Linked DNA regions of Canis lupus: region 2 is linked to region 1. The links are chromatin contacts, called in public Hi-C maps. All regions are on one chromosome and are shown on one strand. The core of a region is the stretch at or near the end of the contact, and the rest is flanking DNA. Distances in the headings are between cores, read along the strand shown. Region 1 overlaps LOC111095433 (a long non-coding RNA gene). Region 2 overlaps LOC119871435 (a long non-coding RNA gene).

Evidence for each region. Hi-C and Micro-C count contacts between places; a contact is called where the count stands out from the background.
Region 2: a contact with region 1 is called in a Hi-C map of amygdala, with 2.1 times the contacts expected there. The contact joins two enhancer-like sites. A contact is called at or near these places in 2 of 9 Hi-C or Micro-C datasets (amygdala and liver).

What each region holds. Positions count from the first base shown.
Region 1 is chr4:5,393,712-5,400,423 of UU_Cfam_GSD_1.0, reverse strand. The region is part of intron 1 of LOC111095433 (a long non-coding RNA gene); the gene reads left to right. Among named protein-coding and RNA genes, the nearest start is that of IRF2BP2, 220 kb to the left of the region's middle. Within about 2 kb of position 2,568, at least 11 of the 20 cell types and tissues checked have an H3K27ac peak or open chromatin away from gene starts, as enhancers often do.
Region 2 is chr4:5,516,869-5,523,580 of UU_Cfam_GSD_1.0, reverse strand. It overlaps LOC119871435 (a long non-coding RNA gene), which reads left to right. Exons shown (of 3, transcript XR_005357765.1): 2 at 4,971-5,133. Among named protein-coding and RNA genes, the nearest start is that of IRF2BP2, 97 kb to the left of the region's middle. Within about 2 kb of position 4,195, at least 7 of the 20 cell types and tissues checked have an H3K27ac peak or open chromatin away from gene starts, as enhancers often do.

The DNA.
Region 1 (6,712 bases), core at 1,319-3,818:
AAACTAGAAATAGACCCAGTTCTGGTCAGAAATTTAGTAAATTACAAAGATGACATGTCTAATCATTGAGCAATAGGCCAGTAAATGGTATCAACACAACTGAAAAAGAATTAAGCACACCATACCTTACCTCCTATTTTGACACAGCATCAACTCCAAATGGATGAAAGAGAGAAAGATTTTTAAAAAATGAAACCATAAAAGTACTAGAAGGAAACGTGGCAAATTCTTATAGAACCCTAAAGAACGGAGAGCCTTTCCTTTATCCAGAATCCATGAAAAAAATTTTTTTAAAGATTACAGTATCCTACCACCTAATTTTTTAAACTTAGACATACACAACATAAGCAAAATAAAAAACAACAATGTGGGGTAAATATTTGCAACTCTTACACAGAGAGCTGATCTTTTCTTGCCAGGAAAAGAGTTCCTAGAAATGATTAAGGAAAAAGATCAAGACAACAAGACAATTTTTGCTTAGATGGGCACAAGATACGCAGAGGCAGTTCATGGAAAAGGAAATGCAAAGTGGCTCTTAAATGAGTGGAATGATGCTGTCTCACTGTTATAAGAAGAATGCAGATTAAAATTGCAATGAGGGGCACCTGGGTGGCTCAGTCAGTTAAGCGACAACTCTTGATTTTGGCTCAGGTCATGATCTCAGGGTGGAGCCCCAGGTGGACTCCGTGTTCAGCAGGGAGTCGGCTTGAAAGATTCTTTCCCTCTGCCCCTCACCTCTCTCAGTGAGCTCTCTCACTCTCTCTTGCTCTTTCTCTAAAATAAGTAAGTAAGTAAACCTTTAAAAAAAAAAAAAACTGCAATGAAATGTCCATGTGGCGAGGCTGTGGGGAAAGAGTTCCCTCCTCGGTTACCAGAGTCTGTGTATATTGTACAACCCCATCCAGAGCATCTAGAAAGCCCTGTAAATATCAAAAACACACTTCTTTTTGACCCAACCATCCTACTCACTGGAATTTATCCTACAGACATACCTGCACAAGCAGGAAATGTCCCGGGCTGGCACTGTTCATAGTAGCAAAAGATTGGAATCAACCCAAGGGTCCCTCGATAGGAAACTAGTTAAATAAATTTATGGCGTGTCCATAAATAAGACACTATAAAGCTGTAAAAATGAATGGAGACACTCTTTAGGCACTGATTTGAAAGGTCTCCAAGATATATAATTAAGCAAAGAGAAGAAATTCCAAGCTCGTTTGTGTAGAATGCTAACTTTCGGCAGCCTTGCCACCAGGGTATTCCGCTGGAGTTTCAATTTGCATTTCTCCTTCCTTAAGTGAGACTGAGGATCCCTCCATTCTTTCATGAGCCATTTTCATTTCCTTTTCTGTAAAGGCAGGAAAGAAAAAGAAAAAAACTACACGCGCACACACACACACACACACACACACACACAGAGGCACAATAAACATGCCCAAGAAATTGCTCTAAGCGTTCACTTGGATTGGGTTGATGGGAGCAGGGCTAGAAGACAAGCTTTTCACAGTTTTGATTTTTGAAGCGAGAAAATGAATTATCCATTCAAATATAAACGCAAACTAAATTAAATCTTTCCCTACCAATTCCTCAGGCTCCCGCTAAGCCTCTCATGTTCCCATCTGCCAAGTATTTTTCCCACCTCTAAATCTGACTTTGGAGGACGGGGCAAGGTCAAGGGTGAACAGGCAGCGGGGGTGCCCGCGAGACCCATACGGATCGCCCCATGTGAATGGACTCCTGCCCATTTGTAGAAGATGAAGTCAGCAGTGGGGCTATTTTTGCCACAAGGGGAACAGTGCCTGCTTTGGGAAGAAATGGGCCGCTGAGTTGGGGCATCCAGGCAAAGCAACTTCAACCATGGACAGCATGTTCCTGCCGCCAGCCAAAGAGAAGGCTCTCGATCCCAGAATATTTCCTCTCCAGCCTTCTGTGCTGCAGCTAGACCCAGACCTGACCTGACTTCCCCGTTGTGCTGAGAGCTTTGCCCGGATTACAAATGTGCAACGGCTCTCAAGCTTGGCTCAGGAATCTGCATTTCTCTTGGAGCACCCGGAATGGCAGCCTGTCACCCCCAGCTTTAAATATTTTCCCCGCCTGAGGGACCCCCGGCCACAGCTTTGTTTTACCTTCCTTTGCGGAAGAACAAGAGCCAGCCAAGGCTCTGCAAGATGAGCCAGCACATCTGACGCACACGGAAAGGAAAAAGCAAACTGGCGTCTCTGACATTGCTGGTCCCCGCAGGCCTGAGCACTTGCAGCTCCCCCTTTGATTCCTCTGACTTTATGAGCTCAGAGCACAACAGGCTGGAAATTAGTAGAGCAGCTGCCCCAGGAAAGAATGTGCTCCTTCCCCCTTTGGAACTTCAAGGGAAAGCACTGAGGGGTGCGGGGGCGCAGGGAGAGGGGAGACGCCGTTTCTGCAGCTCCCACCAGCCTGACCGCTGCCGGGTGGACGAGCCCGGGGGGCCTGGGCACGAGCCTGGGGAGGCCCCATCCTCGGGCTCCTGGGGCAGGCTGCAGAGGCTGCATTTGCTCCGTGGCTAGCCCAGGGGACAGATTCGCCCCGCCCACCCGGGGCTGCGGGACACGAGGACACTGGCCACCCGGCGCCGGCCGCCCTGGAGACAGAGGGCCGCAGGCTGGGAGCCTCGAGCGGTCCCTCACGTCCACGCCCACGTCCACGTCCACGACCACGTCCCCCACCCAGGCCTCGGCCAGGCCACTCGGTTTCCCTAATTAAAAACCGCACGGGAGGGAGGACTCGGGCCTGGTTCCCGAGCTCAGCGGCAGAAAGAAGCTGCCGGGCTCGCTGGGGTGGGCACCGCGACGTCTTCCCCGCTCTCTGCCAAAGCGCCAGGGAACCAAGGACCCTCATTCGAGGCGAACGCGCCATTGCTCCCCGAGGGCAGCACCTTCCTCCTCCCAGCCCGAGGCCGCCCCACCTCTCGGAGTGTGGGCCACCCTCCCGGGAGGTCCTCGGCTGCTTCGCCATCTCAGCCATCTGGCTGGGGCCTGGCGACTCCGGGGCAGCCGTTCATCCCTCCCTGAGGGCTGTGGTGTCCCTAGCATCTGTGATGTCCTTCTTCGGGACATGTGGCTCTCAGAGTCCCTCCCGCCCATCGCGAGAGGGCACGGGAGGGCCCGTGGGTGATGTCCAGACTATGGTGTGTCTGTGGGTCTCCCTTGCAGAGTAGGAGTCCTCGGAGCTCCACCAGCCTCCCTCACTTGTCACCAGCCCCATGAGTCACCCCTACTCACTCCAACTTTCCCACGTCCCTCTGTAAGTGTGGGCCCCACAGTGCCATCCCCTCCGCGGTGTTCTGTGACCAGGGCAGAGGCTAGGAGAGCGTGGCTCCTCAGTCACCAGTTAGCTGGATGTGCCAAGCGCTGGGCCCCCCACGCTCGTCAAGTCGGGTTTCTAGTGGAGGATGTCTCTGCTAACTTGTGGACAAAATATGTCAGCCCCATCTTCTCCAGGTTGAAACTCAGAGTTCTTGGTCCCTGAAAAGTACCCGTGAGACCAGGCTCTCTGTGTGCCTGAGGTGGCCTCCTGCAGCCCGTGGAAGCACCGTGGGAAGTGAAACTTCACAAGGAGGAGGTGGGGAGAACTGAGGCCGGGGCTCTGGAAGCCCATCTGCTATCGTGTGCGTCCTCCTGCCAACCTGCTGGCTGACTTCACGGCCCCTCCATTCTGTCTGTCCACAGTCTGAGGCCTTTGAGAGTAAGCCCTCCAGCCCCCACCATGCGCCGCTGTGAAATGAGCTCCCGAGCCTGGACTCCTCCTCAGTGGCCCAAATAGCAGTAACACAAGGGACCAAATGCCGCTCTGCCGCCTGCACAACAACAGAAACAGCACAGGGAGAAAGAGGCAGATAGGCAACGGTCTTGGAAGAAAACACAGGAAAATGTAACCTGTGCCAGAGTCCAGACGGGCCCATAAGTCCATGTGTGCATACCATGGATGAGTTATCCGTTGCTGTGTAACAAATTAGCCTAAACTTAGCAGCTTAACACATCAATGGCATTTCTTAAGTTACAATTTCTGTGGGTCAGAAATCCAGGAGTGACCTAGCTGATTGGTTCTGGTTAAGGGTCTCTCCTCAGATTGTCACTAAAACGTCAGCAGAGGCAACAGTCCTCTGAACGCTTCACCAGGACGGGAGGGTCTGCTTCTAAGACGGCTCCGTTGTCACACGCTGGCAAGTCATTGCTGGGAGGAGACCTAGTTCGTCACTACGGGGGAACTGTTGGTGGATCTGTCCACAAGTGTCCTCTTGTGGCAGCTGGCTTCCCAGAGGGACTTATCCAAGAGAACAAGGCAGAGAAGCTTCTGTGTCTTCTATGACCCAGCTTCAGGGGTCAGACTAGTTCATTCCCATAATATTCAGTGTGGGAGGCGACTCCTGAGGGCCTGACTGCCAGGAGGTGGAACTCTGGAAGGGTGGGGAGTCATTCAGAGGCTGTGTGAGGACTGCGATGGGCGAGCCAGACCAGCAGGAATAGTTTGACCCACCGTCAACATTTGTCTCCCCAAACACCTCTCTACAGCTCTACTCCCGTATCCCTTTGGTTTGTTTTTGTAACAGCACACCGGGTATCAAGTGTGTGTCAAAAGACACCCTAGCCTGTTCAGCAGAGGGCAGAGGGACTGCAACTCATTCAGGAATAATGCAGTGCATGCTCCATTCTGCAGTAGAGCCGCCACCACCACAAAGAGAGGGCACAGGCCGCATCCAGCCCGCCCTCACCCCCACCGCCACCAAGGGCCTGCAGGAGTGTGTGAGTTTAATACAGAGACACTGGCCAGTTGTCAGGGAGAGGGACAAGTTAGGATGCAATGCTGAGTGCTTTTGTATGTGCTGTCTTTCCACACACCCTCTGGACTTTGTCCTAAATTCTTGGAGCACAGGGGACATTGAAAGAAATGGCATAAGTGAAATTCAGGGTCGTAATCCTGAGAAGAGTGTTAAGAATTAGTTGTGTTCCGTAACTGAGTAGGAGCTGGTACTTTTAGGGGAGGGAGCTGCCCCTTATTCCCATCAGGTGGCATGGGACCGTGGAGGACATAACACTAGGAAGACAGCAGGAGAGACCTCCGTGTGGCAGTGGCAAATCTCAAGGTCCCTTCACCAGCATGACAGGAGCTCAACAGCACAGCAGAGGCCTGGACAGCAGAGCAAAGGACTCCTGAGTGGCAGCTGCTGTGCCAAACTCTCTACAGGGCCAAGGAGAATCTTTGAGTCCTCTTGGGACCCTTACCTTCCAGGGGAAGAAGGTAGGGCTTAGGTTCCAGAACTTATGCGGATAGAACTTCTAGCCACAAGCTGCTATTAGAGGAAGGCCCTGTCACTCACTGAACATAGACCCCTCCACAGCCCGGGAGACTCAGGTTGCCGTGGCCACTGTCCAAACTGGTGTCAGATCCAGAAGCAGCAATAGAAAGCTGATCTGGAGCCGCCTCAGTTTCTCCATCTGCGGAGAGGAAGAAAGGGGAAAAATAGCAGCTGTTCTTCTGCTGGAGAAGCCAATGCCCCCATGGCCAGCAGGGTAGCCCACCTCGAATCTGACCACAACCACTTTTGTTAAACATCTCAAGGAAATACACAAAACTGTCCACACTACTCAAATCAAAACTTCTTTTTTTATTTTTTTTATTTTATTCCACTTAAATTTTAAAAGAGTGTGCTGTGATGGAAAGAGTTTTGAGCCAAGAGTACAAGTGTCTGGTTCCAGTTCCAGCTCTGCCACTAACTGGCTGTGTGAACTTGGTCAAGTTTCCGAGCCTAGAATTTCTTGACCGCACAAACAGGATGATAACAGCTAGCTCACATGTTAAATATTTGCATAAATATCCTGCGATCTATATGTTTTCATGTCATTTTTAGTTATTCCTGTCACACTGGGCTTTTAGGAGGGCAGCGGTCACATGGCCTCCACACAAGGCGGGGCTGTAGGCCCAGTGAGTGCCATCTCGGACCTGGCATCAGGGAGGTCTCAGCCCTCAGAGATTGGAGGAGCATAGGAAGTACTCGATGGCAATTCATGGGTTGAGGGGGCAGAAAGGGACCCAGGCACCATCAGTACAAATGCCCCTACCCCCTGTCACAGATGGGGAACCCAGGGCCAGACTGCTCAAAATTACATGACCACTAGGCCAAGCCTTCTCTTGAGCACTCTGTTTCCTCGTCTACGTTCCAGAAGGCAGCCCAGGGAGCCAATGAACAAGGTGCTGACCAGGTATGTGGGTACTTTCCCTGGGGAAGACAAGAGCTTCTCACTCTGGCACTTCATAAAAATTCTTAAGACTAAATCTTACTGGGACACCTGGGTGGCTCAGTGGTTGAATGTCTGTCTGTCTTAAGCTCAGGTCATGATCCTGGGATCCTGGGATCAAGCCCCACATTAGGCTTCCCACAGGGAGCCTGCTTCTCCCTCTGCTTATGTCTCTGTCTCTCTCTCTCTGTGTCTCTCATGAATAAATAAATAAAATCTTAAAAAAAAAAAAAAAAACTAAATCTCACTGTGGGTCTGCCCTGTACCCTGAGGCCTTCCCTCCTGTCAGTGCCTGTATCCCAGCACAGCTCCCAGGGGTGGCAGCTGCACCGATGCCCAGCGATGATCCCGCCCTTCTGCCCACTGTCAGCCACCCCGCTACACAGGGCAGCACCCCCCCAGCCCCCTCCTGCGGGCTGTGCTGGTTCCCTCCCGGCTGCCAT
Region 2 (6,712 bases), core at 2,946-5,445, 120 kb before region 1:
ACCTCCCACCGCAAGATGGAGAGAAGAGCTGCGCCACCTCTGTGTGTAAGGCCGCGTGCACGCACACTTAGCCCCTGTGTAAGGCCGTCCCCACATCCCAGCAGGCCGTGGGGATAGCTGCTGTCATTCTGCCCTCTCAGATAGGGACTGAGTAGCAGGAGTGCACCCAGGGCCCAAGTCTCTGTGGGCCTCCTGCTGGCCCTGAAGACCACCACGGAGGTAGGTCCCAATGAAAAGCCATGGAAGACACCACCTGGCTCCTTTCCCAAGGAAGCCAATCCAGAATGCCAGGGGAAATATCTCATGTGACCACAGGCTGGGCACAGATTCTTAGGCTGCTTCCTGGTCCTTTTATATTTACGCAAGAAGGCATCTGTTAAAACTAGGAATGTTCTTTCGGGCCACAGAGTGAGTCCTGGTGCATAAATCTGGGCTGACGTCACACACTGCGCTTCCATCCGCCTGTCTGTGATAAACATGGGACAGGACCGGAAGGGGGGGAAAAGGGATGTTTCCCTCACTTGTCTGCAGAGAGGGGCTGCAGGGCTCTAGAGGTGACCTGGCCACTAAGTGATCCTCCCTCAAGTGTGGGGCCTGCAGGCTTAGCTCTAGGGCTTGTGTGCTTTTCCCTCCAGCCTGGGGCTGGCTTCTCAAGGCCCTGCATGAACCGGGAGCCTGGTGGCCCTTTGCAAATCTCCTATGTCTCTGGTTGTCTCAGCTTCCGCACTTCGGTAGATGACGTCTCCAAAGCATTTGATGATTCCACCATCAAGGGAGAGCTACTGGGCAGAAGCTTAACAATCACCCGTGGCAATGCACAGCGGTGCCAAATGAGTAGGGCAGATCACAGAAGCCTGTCAGCATTTTGGGGAAGGAAAGCACTTATTAACTCTGCCAGTGAATGAGCTGGATTCTCGGAGTCTGTGCACCTAGACTGAGGGCTCCGTCTCCGTGGGTCCTACACGTGTCTGGAGATCTGATCCAGGTGCAAGAGTCCCTATGATGGGTTCCCTAAATGCTGGTGCTGTGACGGGCAGCCTCTGGGCACATCTTGCTTTTTCAGCCACGGTGTGAGCTCTTTGAGGGCCCAGGGTGCATTTCTGTTTTCCCCTGTGTCCTTGGAAAAACTGGCAGGACCCAGTGCCTTGTTGGAAGTCCCAAAAATCTCTTCTTGGAAGACTGAACAGAGAAGGGGTGAGGCTCTGAGAGGCACTGGGCTTAGATGCGCTATCTGGACTCTGGAACTTCAGGATAGCTTCTCAGACGATCAAGCTTAGCCTTAAAGGCAGCTGAAAATCAGGTAGTCTCAGGGCCACCGTGCATCCCCAACCCCCTACCCCCTGCCTCCGGGCAGCGGCAATCCAGCGGCTCGCCCAGCCCGCCGTCCACCATCCCATGGAGGTGAAGCCTTGCTAGCAGACCAGAAAGTGACCCATCCGGTTGTGCTGTTTAGTCATGGTCCAAATCTGGAGTATTTAACTCACCTAACTGGGGCTTTTATTGCAGCAACCTGTACACTTATACCATTTTATGTGCAATGGCAGGGGAGGGACTGGTTTGGGTTTTTTTGTTTTTAAAGATAATTAGAAAAGTCTCTAATGTTCAGCCAGAATGTATCCTAGTGGTCCGTGTAGGTTTTTAGCCAAGTGATACTGTATGTAATCAGGAAAAGGTAGACGTGTATATCACCTACATCTCCCCGCAACTGCGTGAGATAACATAAAACTGCAGGAAGTACCGAGCAAAATGAATAAAAGCAGTCTATTCAACCCTGAGCATGCCCTCTCTCCCCTGCCTGCTCTAAAAACACCATTCCGAAGATTAGGATGGGTGACGCTGGGCCAGGCTCCTATTTCCCCAAGTCACAAATCACCTTAACTTCTATGTTGTAGCTGTTGGAGTTTAGGTGAGGTCCACGAAATGCTTCCAGCAGAAGTCATAGGCTGGCTTTGGCTGCAGGGATTTTGAACCTTATGCACATTTATTGAACATTGCCTATGTGCAAAGTCACCTGGAGGGAAATGTGACCTTAGGGACAGTACAATCGAGTAGGGGTCAGGAAAAGTGATGGAGACAGCATCTTTGATTCTCTGGGAAAATTCTGATCTGTGAGTATGACCTGTGATTAGGATGGTGCCTTGCCTCCCGGTGAGGAGTTCTGCCCGGACTCACCAGGTGCAGTTGAGCAGGAACGTGGTCCTTGCCAAGGGCCCCCAGAGACATTTACTGCATGCTCCCCTGCACAACAGTCCATGGCAACCCTGCTCTGCTTGACAGCAAGGACAGACTCTGCCGTCCTGAGGCTCAGCTTCTCCAAGGCTGTAGAGGGGGTGAGGAAAGAATCTCCATGGCACATCCAAACCCAGAGATACTGGGCCCGACTCCCAGGGAAGAAGCTATAGATATATTTTAGGCTATACTAGGGGCTACTGATGGAAATCAGTGGGTTGGCTAAGTGAACTCTGGGAACCGGATCCAACCTAAAGGTAGGGAAGTCCATCCTGCATTGTGGCCACCTGTGCACCAGACAGTGTGGGCTTTCGAGCCAAGGACTCACTGATCAGAGAGACACTTAGGGGTATGTGTTCCCTCCAGGGCAGCCTTCTTTGCTGTGCCTTGCAGAGAACAGCAAGGGCAGGGGAAGCCCCAGGCTGGCCTCTCCTGGACATACGCAGTCCCTGGAGTAGATGGTCAGGAAAGCCCAGCATCTTTATCACGAGAGAGGCAATGGACTAGCACGGGATCCGTCAGCCTCTGGGAGGAAGGATCCACCAGCAGCAGCATTCCTTACCACGTGTGCACTTTACAATTTCCAAAACGCTGTCAGAGCTAGGAGCTCAGTGGAAGGCAGGGCACATTCTCCATGCACACTGCCCCTGGTTTCAAAACCAAGCCACCAGAAACCCAAAGAGAAAACAAAAGGAGCCACCAGGAAAAATCAAGGTATCCAGCGGTTTCACGAGACCCAGCTCTACTGATCAAGCTGAAGACAAAAAGACCCTGCCAGGCAAATCCTCTGATGCCCTCACTGATCTGTCTTTCACTATCAGAAAGGAATGCAGTGAGGCCAGCAGGGGCAGGGAAAAAAGGAAAGGAACAAGAGTGACTCGGGAAAAACTAGTACCGTGTTTCCAGCGCTGAGTCATGTTTTACAGTGACCCAGGCCTGCGGCCTTAACTTGTGACAAATAATGAAAATCCACACACAGTTCTTTCTGGCATCATCACTTGTGAGTAAATGCAAGAACAGGCCTGTTTGTATATAGTCACATCGTCATGATTCATTAGAACTCCCCAAAAATATTTAGTTACCCAGCTGGTCCCTAGAGGCAACAATCACAAAGTTTGAAGAATAGTATTGTCAACGGTAATTTCAAATTTTATCTTATTTTATTTATTTATTTTTTAAGGATTTTATTTATTTATTTGTGAGAGACACACAGAGAGAGACAGAGACACAGGCAGAGGGAGAAGCAGGCTCTCCACGCGGAGCCTAACAATGGACTGTATCCAGGACCCTGGGATCATGACCTGAGCCAAAGGCAGCCGCTGGAATACCGAGCCACCCAGGTGCCCCTAATTTCAAATTTTAAATAGAAAAACATTCTTGACATGACTCTTAAGATGGCAGTGGGTATTGGGACAGGGGAGACTCTGAGCCACCAGCCCTCCAGCCCTGTGCTGCTGGTGAGCAGGGAAGACAGGGGCCTTGTTGGGAGCAGTTCTGTCACAGTGCTGTCCTCTCCACCCTGGCTCGTCCCTACCTGCTGGGTTCCTGCATCTTTCTGGAAGTTCCTAATCTTCTAGGCAGCTTCTTCCATCTCCAGGTCCCCTTGTGGAAATCTGATATTTTCAAATGTGCCCTCAGGTATTTCATTGGATATGGAGGATGCAATCCTATCCCTATCCCACCTCCAAGCCACCAAGGATAACCTCCCTGGGAACCCAACCCACAGTTCTCAAATGGGGAGGCATCCTCCACTTGACAGGCCTCCACCTGGCCCTTCTCTTGACTTGGAGAGAGAGAGCAGAGATCACAAAGTGCCCACTCCCAGGGAGTTCCCAGACTAGCGGGTGGAGACCAGGAATAGATAAACAGCCACACATAAACTGAGAAATAGCACACAGTGATAACCACTCTTCAGAGGACTAAAGCAGGATGAAAAAACACCTGGGCAGGCAGCAAAGGCCTCTGGAGAGATGACCTTTAGTTCTGGATGGAGGAGGGAGCCAGCTCTGCAAGATCTGGGGAGCAGCATTCCTAGAGAAGGGAGCTGTTGGGTCAAGGCCTCAGGGCAGGAATGAGTCTACTGTCTGTAAAACAGAGCAAAGGTGACTTGGGAGGAAGGTAGGGAGCCTGCAGGACTTCCAATATACATTCTGGAGAGGATTAAAACCAATCGTTGGATTAGAGGGCCTCAAGGGCTGTAATGGGTTTGGTCTATAAGGTTTTGCCATCACTTTGGTGGTTGTGTGAAGAAGATGTGGGGGTGGGGGAGGCCAAGAGGAGGCAGAAGCCTGGTTCAGAGGTATGTTCTAGGTCCCAGCAAGAGAGAGAGCTCTGACAGTGGCCTCTACTGGGCTGTTACTGCCACAGGGGCTCTAGCACAACCCGTGGCAATGTTCCAATCTGTTCTGGGTATGGCATGCTGGGATTCTGGTCAACTGATCCAGGTGGTGCCCTCCCCCATGTGCCATCCTCCCGAGCTCTCCCACCGCAGAGCTTGATTAAATCCAACTAAAGAAGACCCCTATGTCATTTCTGGCTTTAAATGGCCTCACAGAAAAGATACACCTTGCCAGAAGCTTCTCTCGCTTGACCCAGCATAGCATGCACCACATGGTTATTTCTTGGCTTCCCAATCCTACCTGCCATTGGCCTGTCCAGCTCCCCATACAGAGCCTGGCTGCGTTCTGGCATCTAACCTTTGGCTCCATCTTCTGGCTTCTCATCCTGGCTTTCTCCCTCAGCCCAGTAGCTCCAGGGACAGAACATGCAGCAAGGATCCTCTTGTTTGACTTGGCCCAGCAGCGCCAACACGGGTCACCGTCCCTGAGGATGGATCTCACCCAGTCCTGGCCTCACTGCTGGGCAGCCCTGAAGGGGCTGAGGGCCAGTGGACTAGGCTCAGAGGTAAGACAGGAAAAAGGGAAAAGATTCGCCAGCCAGAGAGGGGGCAATAGAAGCATGAAACCCTTTCATACAGATTTCCAGAGGGGGAGATTCTAGAATGATTGTAAGAATAGTAATAAATATTGCCAATCACTGAGTGCCCACCCTGTGCTTGCTCCCAGAAGACATTTTGGATCCAATTTCTTATTTCACCTCAATTGTAAGGCATGGGGGTAGTCACAAATAAGGAAACAGGTTTGGACTGCCTTAGAAGCACACCAAGGCAGCACATCCAGCAGTGCGGAGGGACATCCCAACCCAGGTCCCTGTCTGCAAAGCCTGGGTCCTGGAGCACTGCTCCAGCGGATGGTGACCCCTGTGGCCTGGACACGTGGGTGGGCAACTGAGGGTCTTTGCTCCCTTCTCAGAAATTGAGCCAAGAGAAGGGTCCTGCGTGTTCATCTGTCCCGGTTTCTGTGTGCATGCTAATGGGCCCCCGAGTCCTTCTCGGGCGCATCTGTCCTCTCTCTGTTTTCCTCTGATTCTCAATAACTCAGACAAGACCTGAACTGCACACCTCTGGTTTCCCGTTCCACAGCACTGGGCTCTGGGCTCTGGGCTCTGTACCGAGGGAACACTCGATGAGTGTTATTGACTGGCTGACTCAGGCCCTGTCTGCCCACAAGAGCCATTTTGAGCAGCTTTGACTGAAATACGGATGGAGTCGGTTAAAGTCAAATAAGCAGTCTGGTCGATTCTCTCCTTCCTTCCCACCCCCATCCCCAACGCTGCCTGGAGACGGTAGGTTTTCTCCTTCTTGAAGGAGGACAAGAGGCAGCAGAGCACCCCCGCTCCCCTGAGAAAGGCAGCCAGCACTCTCTCCACCACTGGAGCTTGTCAGGCAGATCCCAATTCTCCAAAGGAGTGGGCTCTAGGCCTGTGATGGCCTTCTTCCCCTCTCCTGCCATCTTCACCTGGCAAACACTATGAGCACCTGCTCCTTGCCAGGCAGCAAGGAACAAACACAACCTGGCTCTCTGTGTCCCTTCTCTGTCATTCTGGGAATAGACAGGGAAGGAAGGTGATTCTTAAAATCAAAAGAAGAAGAAGAAGAAGAAGCCTGTGATCACCCAAGAACTTACTTATTTGATCCCTACACAGATACTTGAATAAAGCATAGACTTCATTAATAAAATAAGCTGGATACAAAACAAGTCAGGGGATATTCATTGGGTGGGATCTTCTAAACCCTGAAACCCTGATTTTTAGGACTTAATATTAAAAGGAAAAAGAAAAGAAAAAACACACATGTGTTTTGCTTGTGCACACTTGAAATGTCCCCGATGGGAACTAATGATATTGGTTGGCTCTCAGAAGGGGAATGGCTGTGTGGGGCAGAGGAGTGGGAGGGAGACTGTTCATAATAAATTCTTTGAAATATTTTAAATCGTGATCATATGAATAGACAGCTTATTTAAGAAATAAAGAGAGACACTATTTTAGAAAGCAAGAGCAGGCAAAGCAAAGCGACACAGAGATGAAATCATCCAAGCCCTAGGCTACCCCAGCAAATGAGTCTCCTAAAAAACATGCCATCACA